2 separate regions of the Sus scrofa genome follow, and region 1 is linked to region 2. The links are chromatin contacts, called in public HiChIP or PLAC-seq maps. All regions are on one chromosome and are shown on one strand. The core of a region is the stretch at or near the end of the contact, and the rest is flanking DNA. Distances in the headings are between cores, read along the strand shown. Region 1 has its middle 12 kb from the start of TRIM25. Region 2 has its middle 34 kb from the start of TRIM25.

Region 1 (2,700 bases), core at 52-2,551, 46 kb after region 2:
ACGCTGGATCCCTAACTGTTAAGCCACAGGAAACTCCTAGCCCATTCTTTCAATTGAACCCACAGTCTAAGGGTGGACTTTTGTGTTCGTTTCCTCCCACTCAGTTTCTAACCAGCTGATGGGGAGGTGGGAGCCACGCCCCATCAGCCCAGGGAGCAGATGGAGTCTCAGCTGGTACCTGGGGCACCTGGGTGTCTGCAGAGGCAGCATGATGGAGGCAGCTACTGACCCTGGTTGCATTTCTTTGATGCTCCCACCCTCTCCACCCCCACAGAAGGGCTACACTTTTGGACAATTGCAGATTCCTTATTCTCTCCCCCCCCCCACTCCCTGGGCCTTGGGAAGAGGAAGCAGCAGGTCAAGATGTGCTGTACATTTCTTACTTCATGTTGGAAATCCATCAGGGTCTATGTTACTAGCTACTTCTGCATCCTCTTCTTATCCCGCTTCCCCTTAGACACAACTTCTCTATTTCCTGTTGCCCAAGAGTTCTATTTGCTGATGTTTTCCTAAGAAACAGTTCTAGGGATACCATATCTCTTTCAAACATACTACAAAACTACACAGGTATGGCATGCTTGTGGCAAGAAGTTACAGAGAGGAAGGATGTAAAAAAATCGAAACGCCTCCTCTTCCTCAGTTCCTACGTATAGAGATGACTATACTTAGTTTCACAAATGTCCTTCCAGAATGTTCTTTACATATTCTGCATCAGGAGCCTCTTTTTTTTTTTTTTTTTTTGTCTTTTTTTTAAAATTTTTTTTATTTTTTTAAATTTGTTCCGCTGTACAGCCTGGGGACAAGTTACACATACATATATACATACTTTTTCAGGAGCCTCTTTTTTTAATGCAAGTGGGAAATACACTCTATAAATATATATTGTGCCACAATTTGCATTTTCACTTGGAATCTTCTACTGCTGGAGAGATGGTGACACTTGGTGGTTGAGAGGACAGACTCTGGAACAATCTGGAGGTGGACCCCAGTTCCTTCCTTCACTAAGCTGTGTGATCACGGGCCAGGAACTTCCCCTCTGTACCTCAGTTTCCTCTTCTGTAAAATGGAAATAATAACAACACCTATCTCATCAGGTTCTTGTGTCAGTAAATTCACACAAGTAAAGTGTTCAGAAAAATAGCTGGCACAGAGCGATTGCCATCATTCCCAGCCTCTCAAACTGCTTTGTCATGATCTTCGCCTCTGCAGCTGTGGGTTTCAGTCAGGAGCCAGAATGGCATTGGTGGCCCCTCCTAGGCTCTGAGGTCACCGGGCCAGCATGATGGTGGAGCTGCTCAGAGCTGCTCAGGCCAAGCTGGGCCCATTTCCTGTTCCTCAGCTAACTGCTGTGTCAGGAACTGCTGTCCAAATAGGTGGGGCACTCAAATGGCACATGGCATCTGTGTTCCAGGATATGGATCCTCCCCCCCGCCCCGGCTCTGGGGCAGCCAGAACCCACGGGTGGTCGCCTCTGGCCCTAACAGCATCATTTGCTTCTCCCAGGGTGCCCTACCAGTGGCATCTTCGATGTGAGTCCTAGTGTGTAAAAAGGTCACGAAGCACTGCTCGCAGTACATACTGTGGCGTAACACACAGGCTTGCATTACCGCAAGATCAACAAAACCACTGGCCTGGCCCAAGTGTCCTGCAGAGCCAACTGCCAATCCCATTCTATCCCAAGTGCCTTTTTCTAGGGCTTCATTATTCTTATGTCCCTCTAATCTGTCACCAGTTCCTCTCTGGATGACTTTTCTGTGAGCTGAAAACAGAACCAAAAACCAAAAAACCACTTGAGTTGCTTTTTTTTTTTTTTTTTTGGCCATACCTCTGCAGCCTCTGGAAGTTCCTAGGCCAGGGACTGAACCCAAGCCACAGCAGCAACCCAAGGCACTGCAGTGACAACACCAGATCCTGAACCAGCTGTCCCACGAGGGAAGTCCAGAGTGGCTTTTCTTTGCCTTTTTAGGGCCACACCAACTGCATATAAAATTTCCCAGGCCAGGGTTCAGATCGGAGCTGCAGCTGCTGGACTACACAACAGCCAAAGCAATGCCAGATCTGAGCCATGTCTGCGACCTACACCCACAGCTCAGGGCAACGCCAGATCCCCAACCCACGGAGCAAGGGCAGGGATTGAACCTGAATCCTCATGGATACCAGTCAGGTTTGGTACCACTAAGCCATGACAGGAGCTCCCCAGAATTTCTTTCTTAATATAACCTCTTTGAAAGTGGAGCTCATGTGTTCTAAGAGGCTAGAGCCCTGGGAAAAAAGCTGTATCACTCAAATGTTAGGATAAGATATAACAGTTTGGAGATAATGGGTGGATGTAGTCATTGGCAAAAATCCCCAAGCCTCCTATTCTAACAAGCATCACAAATGAGCATTAGGTGATTGACTTCCTCCTACTTAAAGATGTAATTAAAGAGAATCTCAACCTGACAATTACAGTATGAAATACGGCACAAGTTTTTCCGAACAGGTAAAAACAACTTAAAAAGAAGGGGATTCAAATTCCACCAAAAATTTGGAGTAGGACCTTGAGCAAATCACATAATAGAAACATAAATCATAACGAATGTCTCATCAAGTGCTTACCACACACCAGGGCCTGTGCGAAATGCTTTGCAGGCATCATTATCTCATTTAATCCTGACCACACTCCTATTGGTGGTTACCGTGATAAGGATACTGGGGTTC
Region 2 (2,700 bases), core at 103-2,602:
GCTCAGGCCAAGGGGTCAGTCCCTGTCCTGGGAACTTCCGTATGCCATGGGCGTGGCAGACAAACAGATAAATAAATACCATGCTTATTTCCTTTGGAAAAGGAGGGGGCCCAGCTGTAGTGAGTTTCTGTTCCTTAGAAACAAACTCTGACTAACATGTTGCAGGAGGTTTGCTTTAATTCAGTGAGAGGAGCAGTGACCTTTAGTATCTGATACCAAAACTTGTAACCATGACTCAGGTAATGGCAACAGACTCTGAACAAACGAAACAGGAGGGAGAGATAAGACGAGTAAGGATCTATTATTTCAAGAGCGGTAAGAAAGTATGCAAATGGGGGGAGTTCCCATCTTGGCACAGCGAAAATTAATCTAATTAGTATCCATGAGGATGGCGGTTCGATCCCTGGCCTCACTCAGTAGGTTAAGCATCCAGTGTTGCTGCAAGCTGAAGTGTAGGTCCCAGGTGTTGGATCCTGCGTTGCTATGGCTGTGGTGTAGACTGCAGCTCTGACTGGACCCCTAGCCTGGGAACTTTCATATGCCTTGGGTGCAGCCCGAAAAAGCAGGAAAAAAGAGAAAGAAATACAGTGGCATAATCGGTTTGGCAGCACGGGGGAAAGGGACCACGTAATGGAAAGGGAAAGATTAAACACCCACGAGAGAGGAGTTCCCTGGTGGCCTAGCAGTTATGGATCACTGCTGTGGCTAGGATTTGATCCCTGGTCCAGGAACAACTTATGCTGTGGGCAGGGCCAAAAAAATAAATAATCTTAAAAATAATGGAGTTCCCATCGTGGTGCAGTGGTTGATGAATCCAACTAGGAACCATGAGGTTGCGGGTTCGATCCCTGCCCTTGCTCAGTGGGTTAAGGATCCAGTGTTGCCGTGAGCTGTGGTGTAGGTCGCAGACATGGCTCGGATCCCTCGTTGCTGTGGCTCTGGCGTAGACCGGCGGCTACAGTTCTGATTCGACCCCTAGCCTGCTCCATATGCGTGGGAGCAGCCCAAGAAATGGCAAAAAGACAAAATAAATAAATAAATAATACACAATAGAAAAGACAGCTGTGAGACAGAATTTCAGCCTCTACTTTTCGGCTTCTGTTAGTCTCCATCTTGCCATAATATTGGGAATTATCACTTTTCTAGGACTCTTTCCTTTCCCCAGTGGTAAAGACTGCCATCTCCTACAAGTTTCAAGAGTGCTGAATGGCACTGTTGTGCTTAGTTTCTGGTAATTGGCTACCTTCCAGAAAAGTGACAAATGAAAGGTCAATGTGTGCCATTGTTAGAATGGCTAAAAAAAAAAAATCTGACTTGAAGCATATTAAACGCTAGACGTAGAGAGTTGTGACTCATTATGAGTCACAAAACTATGCAAAACAGAAACCACTCCACCTAACAGGTAGGGCTTCTGTTAGCAGAGTGAAGAGCTGCTCATAGAATAGTACACAATTGTGTAGCAACCTCACAACAGGGAAACAAATGCAGAAGCTTTTTTGTTTACATTTCATAGAATTTCTTTTCTTTTTTTTTTTTTTTTTTTTTTTTTTTTTTTTTTTTTTTTGTCTTTTCAGGGCTGCACTTTTAGCCTAGGAGTTTCCCAGGCTAGGGGTCCAATCAGTGCTGTAGCCACTGACCAACACCACAGTCACAGCAACACCAGATCCTTAACCCACTGAGGGAGGCCAGGGATCAAACCTTCGTCCTCGTGGATACTAGTCAGATTCGTTTCTGCTGAGACACAACAGGAACTCCTTCACAGAAATTTGTGTGTGTGTGTGTGTGTGTGTGTGTGTGTGTGTGTGTCTTTTTGCCTTTTCTAGGGCTGCTCCCGTGGCATATGGAGGTTCCCAGGCTAGGGGTCTAATCAGAGCTGTAGCCATAGGCCTACACCACAGCTATAGCAACACAGGATCGAGCCATGTCTGCGACCTACACCTCAGCTCACGGCAATGCCAGATCCTTAACCCACTGAGCGAGGCCAGGGATCGAACCCGCCACCTTATGGTTCCTAGTTGGATTCGTTTCCACTGAGCCACGACGGGAACTCATAGATTTCTATGGTTAAAAAATAACTTTCCAAAAAGGGACTACAGCGCAGACTGCATTCAGCCTTTTCTTTAAGTGTTGTATAAAAGGTGTCATTTTTACAGATAAGCTATGAGTTCTTTATATAGTGGGAATACGTTTTTGAGCTTTTTTAAAAAAGAAGTATTTACTGTTAAAGAAGCATTGATTTTGTGTGGCATTTTAGAAATTCAGCTTTTCTGCTCTAAAAAGGTGACACTTTTCTTTGTATTTCTTCAAAAGTTATTGCATCCCAGTGGCATCAGAGGGCGATTAATATCCAATATTATTAATATCCAATTGGATTAATATTAATATCCAATTGGATTAATATCCAATATTATTAATGGATATTGGTATCAAAGGTCAAATGCTGTTTGTATGTGTCTGTGAATCTTTTACACAGAGAAAGATGAATAGAAAGCTGCAAACTGAGTAGTTTTGGGTTTTTGTTTGTTTGTTTGTTTGTTTGCTATACCCACATTATGTGGAAGTTCCCAGGCCAGGGACTGAAACCAAGCCGCAGTTTTGACCTACACCACACCTGCAGCAACACCAGGTCCTTAACCCACTGTGCCACAAGGGGACGTCCTGAGTCCTTTTTGTCACATGAACATTCCCCTATCCTCAAGA

What was found. HiChIP or PLAC-seq counts read pairs in DNA pulled down with a chosen protein or histone mark.
Region 1: a contact with region 2 is called in an H3K27ac HiChIP or PLAC-seq map of alveolar macrophages. The contact joins two enhancer-like sites. A contact is called at or near these places in 1 of 5 promoter capture datasets (liver), 4 of 47 Hi-C or Micro-C datasets (epiblast stem cells, liver and skeletal muscle) and 2 of 2 datasets of contacts at active chromatin or transcription factors (alveolar macrophages and skeletal muscle).

What each region holds. Positions count from the first base shown.
Region 1 is chr12:33,223,035-33,225,734 of Sscrofa11.1, forward strand. No RefSeq gene overlaps it. Among named protein-coding and RNA genes, the nearest start is that of TRIM25, 12 kb to the left of the region's middle. Within about 2 kb of position 1,302, at least 11 of the 83 cell types and tissues checked have an H3K27ac peak or open chromatin away from gene starts, as enhancers often do. A contact at or near this core is called in alveolar macrophages, where this site is marked.
Region 2 is chr12:33,176,704-33,179,403 of Sscrofa11.1, forward strand. No RefSeq gene overlaps it. Among named protein-coding and RNA genes, the nearest start is that of TRIM25, 34 kb to the right of the region's middle. Within about 2 kb of position 1,353, at least 13 of the 83 cell types and tissues checked have an H3K27ac peak or open chromatin away from gene starts, as enhancers often do. A contact at or near this core is called in alveolar macrophages, where this site is marked.